Linked DNA regions of Pan troglodytes: region 2 is linked to region 1. A link is a contact called in public Hi-C data. All regions are on one chromosome and are shown on one strand. Each heading gives the region's core, a stretch centred on a gene start, on an enhancer-like site or on the middle of the called end of the contact. The rest is flanking DNA. Distances are from core to core; before and after follow the strand shown.

The links. Hi-C and Micro-C count contacts between places; a contact is called where the count stands out from the background.
Region 2: a contact with region 1 is called in a Hi-C map of stem cell-derived neural progenitor cells, with 4 times the contacts expected there. The contact joins two enhancer-like sites. A contact is called at or near these places in 1 of 7 Hi-C or Micro-C datasets (stem cell-derived neural progenitor cells) and 1 of 1 datasets of contacts at active chromatin or transcription factors (stem cell-derived excitatory neurons).

The regions. Positions count from the first base shown.
Region 1 is chr5:168,645,733-168,652,642 of NHGRI_mPanTro3-v2.0_pri, forward strand. No RefSeq gene overlaps it. Among named protein-coding and RNA genes, the nearest start is that of ARID1B, 97 kb to the right of the region's middle. Within about 2 kb of position 2,614, at least 24 of the 24 cell types and tissues checked have an H3K27ac peak or open chromatin away from gene starts, as enhancers often do. A contact at or near this core is called in stem cell-derived excitatory neurons and stem cell-derived neural progenitor cells, where this site is marked.
Region 2 is chr5:168,987,309-168,994,218 of NHGRI_mPanTro3-v2.0_pri, forward strand. The region is part of intron 4 of ARID1B (AT-rich interaction domain 1B); the gene reads left to right. Among named protein-coding and RNA genes, the nearest start is that of ARID1B, 240 kb to the left of the region's middle. Within about 2 kb of position 3,948, at least 23 of the 24 cell types and tissues checked have an H3K27ac peak or open chromatin away from gene starts, as enhancers often do. A contact at or near this core is called in stem cell-derived excitatory neurons and stem cell-derived neural progenitor cells, where this site is marked.

The DNA of each region.
Region 1 (6,910 bases), core at 1,364-3,863:
AAATGGCCTATTCACTTGGCTGGCAGTGAATGGCTGGCAGTTGATGTCATCTGTTGGCTGGGAGTTCACTGCACACTATCAACCTGTCCACCTGATCTCACCTACACAAGATCCCTGATTCCTGAAGATTGCAGCTGGGTCCTAGGAGGGAATGTCCCAAGAGTGAGCATTCCAAGAGTCCCAAGTAGAAGCAGCAAGATTCTTATAATCTAGCCTTGAACGTCATAAAGCATCAATCCAGCTACAGTCCAGATTCAAGGCGGGGACACATCAGAGTGTGAATAAAGGAGTCAGGGCTTCTGGGTGGGAGAAATCTTAGGAGAAGGAACAAGATAGGCAGATAGATAGATAGATAGAACATAAAATTTATAGATATATTTAGATACATTATATATGTATATGTATTTAGATATATATGTATATATAGCCAGATATTGCACATTACACAGTGTGCTTTATGAGCATTTCATTCACAAAAGTGAGTCCTGGTAGCTAGATATAAGCATTCAAACTTTACAGATGAGGAACCTGAAGCTCAGAGGAGCTAAGTCACTTCTCTGAGGTTACCCAGCAATGACTTTTCCTCTCTGAAATCCAATGGCCCATCTACCGCTATTAACCCAAAGTGCTCAATGAGCTCTCTCTACTATTTCCCAGGTGCAAGGTTTTGTTCTAAGGGGCATTGTTGGAAATATGAATGATAGAGGAGATACATCCCCTGCCTTCAAGGATTTTATAATCTAGTAGAGACCAAAAATATTGAGGTAAGATAATTCGTGGCTCAACAAGGAAACCTCCATTATAACAGATCCCCCTTTATCCAAACTACTGAAATTAAATATTAGGAACATCCAAGGGAAATTGCCCTGAGAAACCTCTTTGACGCTTTTTACGTCCTTCAAAGAGATTGAAAGAAAAGGTAAAAATGAGGAAGATGAGTAAAGGGTAGGACTAGAATGCAGGAGATCTGGAGGACTCCCTAAAAGGCTATTGAAAGGAAGGCTCCACCACTGCAATGAAGAAACTTTGTTTAACATGCAAAAATGTAAAAATGTAAATTGATTTCTTTCTAAAAGGCTATGCAAACAGGGTGTATATTTGTGTTTTTCTGTCAAAGAATGGGTTTAAAATACCTTTTTCCCTTTCCCACTGTAGTAGATGGATAGTCATAAAACCTTCCACCGTTTTTATCACACTGTTGATCACTTTCTCTACCTACAGGGCAATAATTTTCCACTCTGTAACCCAATCAATATGCTATCTACCACTAACTCCCCTTGCTATCCTTCTCCTCAACCTCAGTTATCAGATTTTTTTAAATTACAACTTTAAGTTTCAGACAATTTAAGTCCGTGGTATCTTTCAAGCTATTCGTTTAGTTTTTTATACATTTTTTAAGTGTCTATGTTCTTGCTGTCAACTGTTAAAAGCTGGAGAGTTTAGTTTTAAGAACTTGAGCCACAGTTCACCTTATTTGTCCCCTTGCGTCTCGCTACTGCAGCCCTAGGTGCTTTGTATAATGCATGAGTGAACCCCGCTTAGAAATAGAAATGCATTTTCAATAAGTATTTATTATGTTGTTCTGAGCATACAGCTTTAAATTTGCCCGCTGTAGCTTGAAGCATTACACAAACTGTTGGTCTGCTGACTGCCTCTCTGGCAGCAACACACAGAGAAAATAGATTGCTAAGGGTTTTTTTCCCTCCTCCTCCCCCTCTCCTCTCTCCTCTCTCTCTCTTCTCTCCTCTCTGTTTTTTCCTTTTTCTCTTTTTAAACAAGTCGTGGACATTTTTTAATCTTGTGGCATTTTTAATCAACACGTATTTCCTTCCAAGACCTATGATCCTCTATTGATTCCCATTAAAATGCTTTTCTTTTCTTTGCCCCCTCTGCTGATCGAATTTCAGATCAGCCACAGGAGATGCAACTAACCTTCCGGCACTACTGAACCCAACCGAGCGAGGGTGATCAAAAGGCTTGATGCATTCATTAAACATTCCCATCGCCCGGGCAGGAGCTCTAATGGAAGCTATCTCTCTGCATTGCAATTTTTTCCCCCTTTTTGTCTTTCCCCCCACCTCCAAAAAAATGTTTTTTGCCTTTGATCGCAAGGGGCGGGGGGAGAACATGAGAACAAAAGAGACCTATCTTTTTCCTCGGGGCTGACGTCAGTTTGATTTTACTGACAACTATTCGAGCGTGTGTAGCAGTTGGAAGCGGCCCCACGACCGCCCCACCTCCCACCTTCCACTTTTGGGAGAAAACAAGACTTTTAGCGGCTCCGGAGACGCGCCCTGAAAATGGCCCGCTCGGGCTCTGCGCTTGCTGCCCTCCCGCCTGCTCGGCAAAGGGCATTCGAGGCTTATTTGTGTGGCACGATCTTTACTGGGGCGGAAAACACGCGGCGGGGGAGGAGCGGGCACAGACGCAGCCGGGCGGGGAGAGCCAGGAATGTTCCTCCCGGCGTGGGGAGAGGAGAGGACACGGGCAGAGAAAATAGTCCCCGCCCGGCGCGGGGCGAGCGGGGTCCGGGTCCCGGGCGGCTCCGGGCGGGGCGGCGGCGCGAGGGTTCCGGCCGCGCGGAGTCGGGGCGCAGGGAGCCTCAGACGCCGCGGGCGCGCGTGCGCGGTGCGGCCCCCACGCCCCGGCCGCGGCGGCCTCGGCGGCGCCAGCCTCCGGCTCGGCTAGCGCGGCGGCGGGCGGGCCGCAAAACCTGGGCCGGAGCCGGGCGCGGAGCGGGCGGCGCCGCGGAGTTTGGGCGGCAGCGCGGCCCGGCGAGGAGCTGGAGAAGCCGGCGGCAGGGGGACGCGCACCCCGAAGAAAAGCCCCTCTCCCGCGTCCCTCACTCGCTCCTGGAGGCCGAAGAGCGGGGCTCGCGATGCCGGTGCAAGATTCCCAATCAGGCCTGGGAGGAAATGGATGCAATTAGGGCACATCCCCGTCCCGCAGTTGCCAGGAGCCTGAAGATCTATGACCGACTTAAGCCATTTCTGGAAAAGTCATATTTTCCAGGCTTTCGTGAAATACTCATTGCTCCTATTCTAAATCTGGAGGCGAATGTGCATCTATTTCAGGGGGAATGAAAGATGTGAAAAGTAGACTGGGCTCCGGCAAATGTGGGTAATGGGACTGGACCTGCGCCTGGGGTCCGCCCACCCGTCATCTCCCGGGAGGCCCCCGACGTGTGCCATTAAGCATAAGGCGCGTTAAGCGCTGCCACAAAGTCCCGAAAAGGCGAATTAAAAAGGATCACTTCTCCCTCAGGATCTTGATTTTTCCTAAGGGAAAGCGTTCCTTAAAAAAAAGCCAGCGAGCGCTGGCGTGGCCCTGTCATTATCTTGGCGTCTCTGCTGACCTCCATTTCAGCCTGGACTACACTGGGTTCCAGTTCTGTTTTCCTATTTCCCCGGACTCCTAGAGGGTGGATACCAAGGCTAATTGTTGTCTGTTCTGCCCCAGCCCTCCAGGGTACACCATAGGTGCTCAGTAGATGACTCCTGAGTATACACTGGAAGTGATAGTAAAATGCTACCAAGCACAGAGGAAAGAACAGTTAAAGGGTCAGACGGTGCTTTGTGAAAGGCCAGGCATTTGAGCTGGATTCTGAAGACCAACTCTAGATGACAGTAAAGGCCACTCCAGGTTGAGGGAACAACATGAGCAAAGCAGGGAACCTACAATGAGTAGGAAAGTGATGAATCTGCATAGGGGGTTTACTCAGGGGGCATAGAAAAGGAAGCCAGGAAGCCACTGAATACCTTGCCACACAGGTAACAGCCAGGAAAAGCACAAAACATGCTGTTCAGTGGTTCTGGAATATGGGCATGCAAATATATAATAAAATAAGCAATGTGGATATACAAAAACAAAAGTAAAAAGAAAAACAGGACAGTTTATTGGGGAATTTCAGAAAAAGTACATGAAACAAAAAAGAAATGTCAAGGAAAATCCCTGGCCTGAAACTCCGAGAACAAAACATTTAATACCATTTGTGGGGGGTCTTTATGAAAGAGGGAGAAAGAAAAGAGGTAACAAAGAGGAACTAGTGTTTTGATTAAAGATCTTTGACCATAACAATGCGAAAGCATAAGGTCTCTTATCATAAGAGACCTGTGTCTTATCCTGTATCATAAGACACAGGAGATTTTAGACATCACTGTTAAGAAAGAGCTGGAACTCAGAATTAACAAGAGAAGAGGGAGAGATTAAACAGAAGATAAATGTGGATCATCAAGGAATTTTAAATTGTAGCACAGTCACTCAATAGAGTATTATGCAGTCATTAAAACTGCAGTGTATTTATTGGAAGGATGTTCACAATCTATTGTTATGTGAAGAAACAAGTTACAGATGAGCAGATCTGGAGGGACATACTTAAAATGTTAGCAGCGGCTCTCTCTTCATGTTTTGATTGTTAGTGATTTTTCACTTTCCCCTTCATGCCTGTATTACCTGAATTTTTACAATGAGCAATTAATAAAACAATAAATGAATGAACACAAGATTAAGCAAAGTTTTAATCTTGTGAAAATGTATGTGAGTTTTCTGTTGTGAAACTGAAATGATGTCTGTGGCATTGGAAATCCTCAAGGCAAAGAAGGAAAGAAGAGAGCCTCCCGAGTCATACTAATCAGAGGCCTGCACACGTGCTATTTGTTACTCTCTGTACCATCTGGCTCAAGCTACTTCAAGACCTGTCTGGGCCTCAGCAACTTGATCTCGAAATGAAGGGAATATTAGCATCTACCTAACAAGTGGCTGTGAAGACCAGAAATTATATCTGTAAAACGCTTAGTGCTCAGACCCCACGAGGCGCCCAGGGCTCCGTGAGTGGTAGCTCTCATAGGAGCAAAGAGCATAGGCTTTAGAAAATGCCTTTCTTCTGGGATCCTTCCTTTACCACTGTGGTGGTCATTAGAGCTGTCTGCAAAAATTCCTCCTCTCCCTTTGAGATAATAAGAGTGTACTTCCTTGGCCCTCTGAAGTTACAGGTACCATGTGACAGCCTCTGGCCAACAAAATAAACAGAAGTAACATGTGCCAGCATTGAGCACTTTGCCGTCTTCTCCTTTTCCACTTGCATGACAACCAGCAGTGTCCTGGTAGTGTCTGCCGAGGTCCTAGATGGAGGAAGAAGCCTCCAGAGACCTTGGTAGACATTTAGCAGGAGGGAGGAATAAATCTTTGATATTGTAAGCCACTAAGATTTGGGAGCTCTTTGTTATCAAAGCTCAGTTTAAGTCATCCTGACTGACACAGCTACTTACTAGTTTCGTGACCTTGAGAAAGTGACCTACCTGCTCCAGTTTGCCATCTCTTCCCCTGAAAATCTAGGTGTTAGCATTCCTACTCCATAGGGTTGGAGGGCAAAATGAGCTCCATATCCAAAGTGCTTGGCACATCCTGGCACCTGTTAAGTATACATGGAATGACAGGAACTGTTACCATTTAACACGCTGGCTTCTCTCCCCATCTCTTAAATGGGAGCAGGTGTCAATGCCGAGGGGATCATCTGATGCTTCCATCTTGTCTTCCTACCATTGGATTTGCTTTATGGCAGCCATATGAATGGAGATATTCCTTTGAATAAGAGATGGCAGTGGCAATGTAGGTAAGAAAACTCATTCAGACATTATTTACCATGTCCTTTTCATCCTTGGAAGAAATTCCAAATGTTCATGTCCTAGCAGCTAGAGTCAGCAGCCACATGACCAGTAGGACAGGTCTCTACCACGATGGCCAAGGGAGTCCTCTGGAGAACTAAGAACACCAGAAGGTTCCAGTGACCCTCAGGGTCACACAGAGAACATGAATGAGATTTAGAGAGATGGCTATAAGGATGGTGACCACCAGTTTCTTCTAGAATAAACCAGTTTTCTTATCCTCTCTGGGTCATAAAAATGCAAGTGGTATTGAATGTGTTTGTGTGTGTGTGTGTGTGTGTGAATGACAGTTGTGTGGCAGGTTGTTCTGATGCTCTGTGGACTCCCCTGCTTGGGGAGTGGAGAGCATGTGGCCATTTAAAAAAAAAATCTGGTTTTCAGGGCATAGGAAATCTTTGTATCCATTACTACCTAATCAGGAAGGCTTGCAATTCTGACAGCAAATGAACAGTCCTCTGAGGGTGCTTGGGCATGAGGACAGACACCTCAGAGAATCCAGGAGTGCAATGCATGGCTCCTCTCCCCAGTGGGGCTCAGCAGGGGGTATTGTCACACCTTCCCAATTTGGAGAGGGATATAAGCCCAAGGAAATTCTCAGGCAATGCACAATGGAGTCTCTGTTACCTGGATTTCAGTTACTAAAGCCTCATGTGAAGTGAAGCACTGAGAAAACCTCTCCACTACCTCTGAGAAAGAGTAGCATGCAACAGTGAGTAATGAGGAGCCATAGCTTTACATTTCAGGACACTTTCTAGTTAACCAAGTGTCTTCACATGCATTGACTCATTTCATCCTGACAATGAAAGGATCAGTCACATAACAGAGAAGTTTTGCCCCACTGTGCCTCTACTTGACTCGCTGGAAATCGTTAGTCTTTCTAGACTTTTAAGCCCTCCACCACTACAGAAGACAGCGGAAAAGCAGAGGAAAGACAGGGAGTTAGTTCAGGGACTTGGCAGCCCCTCTCAAATGAAGATCATTAAGCAGTGGGCACATAATTTGACTATGACATGGGCATTCGACTTGTGTTTCTGTCACAACCAACACACAGCTGCCTCCCCCTTTCTAGCTCCATTGCACGGATCCATGCTCGGAGAGCCACACCCCTGGATTGCTCCTGCCCCAGCTCTGCACACACCCACCCATCCTCTACATTGCAGCCCGACTCATCTTCCTAAGCACCATTCTCATCGTGGCAGTGCTCATGAAACGCTTTCTAGTGCCTAAGTACAAGCTCCTAGGCCCAT
Region 2 (6,910 bases), core at 2,698-5,197, 340 kb after region 1:
GAATGTCATTGCCCAGTGTAGAAACCTCTGGTAATCCATCAACAAATTCTGGTAAATTTTAAAGCCACATTGTTGATTAGGGAGAGTTTTGGAAAGGCAGATTGGGAAATAATTCATACTCACTGAGCTACTCAAGAGTAATACTTCCAATCAGTAAAACATCTATTGGGGACCACAAGAAGATGTTCTTTTTGTTTGTTTGTTGTGGCTAATAGATGACTATTAGATTTTATAAAATATGTTTGTTTTGGCTATTAAATGACTATTAGATTTTATAAAATATATGTTTACTTATTACCTTGTTCCCAAAGGGATTTAAGGCATTTAGTTAGCATCTTTCTTTAGGAATTCATCAGTAGTTAACAGATGAGCAGTGCTAGTTGAAATTCTAAAATAAAAACTCATATTCCTCTAGGTAATTGCTTTTTAACCTTTTTAGGGGTCTTTCCTGAGACCAGACTGCATTCATCTGAAAACAAACCTGTAGTTAGGACAATCCATGAGTAAAGAAGGCCTTATATTTAGAATGTCATAGCTTCTCAGAATCTGCTTTGAAATTGAAAGTCAACATAGCTCCTTCTGCTGTGGTGCAAATGTCTAGAGCCTAAACATCTCTAAAATGGAAACTGGGCTGGGTGTGGTGGCTCATGCCTGAAATCCCAGCACTTTGGGAAGCTGAGGCAGACAGAAGGATTGCTTGAGCCCAGGAGTTGGAGACCAGCCTGGGCAACATAGTGAGACACTATCTCTACAAAAAAAAAAAAAAAAAAAAAAAAAAAAAAAAAAATTAGCTGGGCATGGTGTCATGTGCTCGTAGTCCCAGTTACTCAAGGGGCTAAGGTGGGAGGATCGCTTGAGCCCAGGAGGTTGAGGCTGCAGTGAGTCATGATCGTGCCATGGCATTCCAGCCTGGGCAACAGAGCAAGACCATGTCTCTAAATAAAAGTAAAGTAATAAGTAAAATGGAAACTGACTTTTTTTTAGTAGGAAAGAATGTCTAAACAAAAAGTAGTATGCTTTTTTTTTTTTTTTTTTGAGATACAGTCTTGCTCTGTTGCCCAGGCTGGAGTGCAGTGGTACAACCTCGGCTCACTGCAACCTCTGCTTCCCAGGTTCAAGTGATTGTTCTGCCTCAGCCTCCCAACAGCTGGGACTACAGGCATGTGCCACTACACCCAGCTAATTTTTGTATTTTTAGTAGAGACAGAGTTTCACCATATTGGCCAGGCAGGTCTCGAACTCCTGACCTCATGATCCTTCCGCCTTGCCCTCCAAAAGTGCTGGGATTACAGGCGTGAGCCACCGTGCCCGGCATAACTACTTCCTTTTTATGATAAAACTCTGCTTCCTGGAGATACTTGTCAAAAATTATTACCCATCTACATGTGAGACCTTCAGGTCTCAGGCTTACTCTTCGTTTACTAATCTGAAGTTTTGGATTTCTGGCGTATGAGAATTTCTGGTTTCCAGCACATCTCTTTCATTTCTGCTTAAATTTAGTAGCTAAATTAATCTATAGCAAACTTTTCTATGGATTTTTGCAGGTGGGAAAATATACATAAATTCACAATGGATGGACCTTGTCTTCATAGAGGTTAAAAGGAAAATAAACATATATGTGATTATATATACAACAGTAAAATTCTGTCAGTCCAGTGCAGTAGTACATAAAGTGCAGTACATTCCAACCATGGGGGGTCAGGGAAGACTTGGAAGCATGACCTCAAAGGGCAAATGTACAGGGAAAGTGAAGGGATCTGTATGAATAAAGGGCTGAAAAAAAATACGGTAGGCTCAGCACAGAAATCATGACAGGGTGCTTCATATTCCAATAATGAGTTGAGGTAAGGGGTGATATCATATGGCAGATTAGGAACAGATTCTCCAAAGCCCTTTATCCCGAGGTAAGAAGTCTAGACCCAGTTCTCTTGGTCTGAGGGATATTAAGCAGAATGACATATTCAAATCTGTTATCTGAAGAGGACACTGGGGGCACTGTGAGGGAGAATAGGTTGGAAAGAGCCTGGTGTCAAGGAAACCAGTTTCACAGTATTCTAGGCTTAGGAGGAGAGATGCGAGTCTCAATTAAGGCATTGGTAATGGGAATGGAGGCTAGTCTGTATTTCAGGAATGGTCAGATGATGTTTATAGCCAGCATCTGGTAAGTGCTGATTTCATTCTCATAACAACCATCAGAGCAGACTGTCGTCATATACATGAAGAAGCTGAGGCCCAGAGATGCTAAGAAACTTGTCTAACTTCTCCAAAGCCACTGCTTGGAGGAGTTAAATTTAGTTCTGTTTAGTGTTACCTGAGTCCATGTTTCACTTCCTATTTCTCTCTAGATTTGGAGGAAAAAGCAGTTCTGAAATTGTAAAATTTCTAGCCTGGTGGCTTTTGCTTTCATTAAGGAAGGAGGGAAGAACTTGTCCATTAAATGTTGGTACTCCTGAAGGTTCTGTTTTAGGCTCTATCGTCCTTTGTGATGCCTTTTTATGATAAAACTCAGTCATCCACGCTCACTCAACTGTCATCTCATTGCCTGCGAATCCATGTTCTTTAGTCTCCTGCAACTTGTGCCATGACCTGTATTTCCTGCTGCCAGCGGGTCACCTCCGCGGATATACCACAAGCATGTCAAATTGCCGAGGACACAACCATGCCATTCATTCTTCCCACCAAGCCAAAAGAAAATCTGGGTGTATCTGGACGACTCCTGTCTTCCCCTTCATATGCAGCCATTATGTTTCTAGAACTAGAACCATCTGAAAATCTTAAGTACTTTAGGGTTTTTTCGCCCCCTGCCTTTCTCTTTTAGCAAAGATAAATAAAGAGTGAAACAAACTGGCACAACTTGGAGGATGAAGAAGTAGCAAAAGACAAAGCTGTTAGAGGGATAGGAGAAAGTCATTTCAGGAAGGAGGGAATAGACATAACAAGCACATTTGCCTTTCAGGAAATGTTTTATTAAGGAAAATTAATAATATTTAGAAAATAAATTGGATGGAAATAAATTTTTAACATTCCTTCTGTGATGAAGAACTGACCTAAAATGTAGTTAGTTCTTTATTCTTGCTTTTTAACCTTGTAGATAACATCATTTTATGTTAGTCATTTACCCCCATACAAGTTGAGCACTCTGTAAGGGATGTAATTTAAACATGTCTCAAAACCAAAAACCAGTCCATGGGCAGATCTTTTTATTGCGATAATATATAACTACATAACTGTAAATTGGAACCTAAAAATATATATTTAATATGAAATTATTATTTTTTAATTAACCCAAACTTTAACTTTTTAATAAGGGGTTGTGTTTGAATGCTTTAGCCACTAGGCATGTGTTTTTCTTTCTGATGCTGTTGGAGCTATAAATAGTAGGTAGAACTGAATGAGATGGCATCACATAAACAACAGCCTAGCTTGGTCATTTCTCCTACTCAGATCGCGAGTCAAAATATTAAACAGTGGTGGTTTCAAACTATATGTAATTTCCTCAAAATTATGCTTCTCTAATATTTTTTCCATCGCTTTTTCCTCACCAAAGATTTGTTACCTCTCCCCTTATATAACTCTTGGTCATAACTCAATAAATTATTTTTTTAAGGAGTGGTACGTGAGTTTATGCTGTACGTGGTTTCTTTGGCTGATCTACTTGAGTCCTTAATTTTCTTACAAAAAGGAACCTGGAACTTGTGGCTAGAAACGATACATTCTTACAATATTAATGGCCGAAGGAACGTTGCTTCTTTGCAGAACTCGATAAAGAAATGAGAAATTCGGGGACCCGGAAACTTTTAGCGCTTGCCCTGAACAGCGGCCCGGAATCTCCCGCCCACCCGTCCCTGCCCGGATGCCTGCGCGGCGGCGGCGTCCTTCCCTCCTCGGCTGCGCTTTTACTCTTGGCCAGGGCCCGCTTGGGAGGGGGATTTTAGAGACAGGGTGTGAAGGACGCAGGACCGCTTTCAGGCCGCCAGCTCTCTCAGGCCTCGCTTTCCGGTCCTCACTGCGCGTCCACACCTCGCCTTGGTTTCTTTTGTTTTATTCAAGCCCCGGCCCCGCGGTACAGCGGGGAGACTCGCCCGCGCCCACGGAAGAAGCCCAACTCCTCCGAAGGGAGAACCAGTGATTCCACGGACCCCGGAATCCCCCGGGAGTGGGACCACCAGGCTCCGGGCGGAATTAACCCTGCCGCGGAGGCGCTGGCGAGGATGAGGGCGGCGAGCGCGGAGGGGACCGAGTCACACAGCAGCCCGGCGGCCTCTGCCGGCAGGCCCCGCTCGCTCCTTTCGGCCCGACCCGGGCGGGGGTTCCGGCGCCGCCCTCCCTACCCCGCACGTAGGCTCGTGGGGGCGGGGACAGGGGGACGAAAACAACCGCGTCCTCAGCCTGACTGAACAGGCTCGGACTCCTCCGACGGCGCCGCGCCGCGCACAGATGAGCCTTTGTGGGACCCCGCGGAGGGAGGCGCCGGCCGCAGCCACATTCCCTTCCGGGCGAGCGCAGGCTCCTCCTGGAGGCGGGAGGCGGCGGCCGCTCGCACAGCGTGTTTTCTAAAGTTTCTGCTGACACAGCTTCGCGTACACATGAGCCGGCGCGGCCAGACTCACGCAGGCACCGAGTGTTTCCCCTGCGCCGTCTCGCGCCGCCGCCCCCCTACCTCGCCGCGCGCCCCTAACCTCGGCGTCCCGCGTGGCGCGCCCAGCGCTTAAGGTTTTATTTTTCCCCTACTTCCTTTGGTGCATCTCTTTCCCCCTCTCAAAACCACCACCCAAACTTAAAGGCTGGATGAGTTGGAACCCGTTCGCGTAATTAAAACGAGTGGCTGACGGTGGAAAAGCCAGGAACTACAGACGAAGGACGCCAGCAGGGCCGCGGAGCCCAGGCCGCCAAGAACAGGGCGGGGAGGCGGGGCGGGGCCGCGGAAGGGGGCGAGGTGGAGGGGCGGGGCCGGCGGGAGGTGGGCGGGGCGAGGCTGGCAGGCCGCCGCCATTGGCTGTTACCCGACGCACCGAGGCTGGGCGGCTTAGCCAGGCACTTGGATTCTATTTGTGTAATAGCTGCTTCTTGGAGCCAAGTGCATGCTCATCAACCTTCCTTGCTGGGAAAACCAACTCACAGCATTTTTTTAAAAGCCGAGAAACGCCTAGGCTTGTAAAGTTTCATCTCCTGCCTGTGCTTTCCTGTTCTTAATTAAATGCTGAAGAGTCTTGTCGGGATATTACTTTTCATCCTGTCTCTGCCATGGAGACTTTGGGATCACTGGGTGGTCTCTTGGTCACTTGCAGGTGTTTTAGGTAGGATGTTGCAATCTGCAATCTAGGAACATTTGACGACTTTTTCAAATAAGCTAAACAACACATGAAACTATAGTAGATTAACCAAGACATGCATTTAATCCAACTAGTAGCAATCAGCGACGGCCACTTTGGTTTTACACTTTTTGTTCACTCTGTGGACTATATAATTTGACCATACATTCTAATTTATTGTTGATAATTCTTATGCAGATAACTTATAACTTGTTATGTGTGTATTTTTATCAGACTCAAAGCAACTTAATTTTGGAATTCTGCAAATTTAATTGATGATCCATTATAACAACGTAGGGTTAGGGTTAGGGTCAGTTTTCGGTGTTGATGTAGAGACAGAATCCAAAAGTATTTTGAAATGTTTAAGAGAAATGGCCTCGAAGAGTTCTGAATATTAACATTCTTCTGTTTGTTTTTATGCCTTGTAGTGTTTACCGCACGTGTGAATATGCATAGAAATTTTCATGTAGCAATTTCTGTGTTTGTGATCTGTATACAGATTTTATAAAAATAATAGCAGGGACATTTCTGACTTTGATCATTGTTGTTAACTGATGACATTTGCCAGTTACAGTTTTTTGTTTGTTTGTTTGTTTGTTTGTTTGTTTTGAGACGGAGTCTCGCTCTGTCGCCCGGGCGGGGCGGGAGTGCAGTGGCGCGATCTCGGCTCACTGCAAGCTCCGCCTCCCGGGTTCACGCCATTCTCCTGCCTCAGCCTCCCGAGTAGCTGGGACTACAGGCGCCCGCTACCACGCCCGGCTAATTTTTTGTGTTTTTAGTAGAGACGGGGTTTCACCGTGTTAGCCAGGATGGTCTCGATCTCCTGACCTCGTGATCCGCCCGCCTCGGCCTCCCAAAGTGCTGGGATTACAGGCGTGAGCCACCGCGCCCGGCCCAGTTACAGTTTAAATTAAGTTGAATTTATTATTTAGGTGTTTCATAAGAAGGAGTGAGTTGCATACTAGGATATACTCTTGTATTCCATATCCTCTCCTCACTCCGGCGCTTCCTAACAGGAAGAGCAAATGCATTGTGAGGATAAACACTGATTGGTTACTATCTGTAGAGCAGGATTAGCAGCTCTTTTTAGATTTTGAGCTGCAATCTCTTTTAATAGTGCTTAAATTGATGCAGGTCAGTGAATTTTGTGTTTACAGGCTTTTAACTCCCTAGCTTTGTGAATACTGAATTTATGGAAAAGCTTAATTTTCTGTGTATCTCAGAAGGGATATGTACAATTAAAAAAGAAAACAATACAAATTATTTTACATAAACTGGAGCAATTTGGAAACAGTGTAATAAGGGTTGAGTAAAAGATTTCTCCCCATCGTCCTGGCATATTCTACTGTTACACTTACCTGCCATTGCTCATAATGGGTCTGACGTTGTAGGTACATCTAAGTGTGGTTTGCAGTCACTATTTTATGTTATTTGGAAAGTCTTGGATTTTAAAATGTTAACCCAAATAAATATCAACAAGGCATATCTATTTGGGAGTCACTTATGACTTCTGCCCCTCCAACAGTAATTTCTATTTGCTGCAAACATTTGCCAAGTTTACGGCAAATTTTGAAGTTAAACTTTGCCTACCTAATATA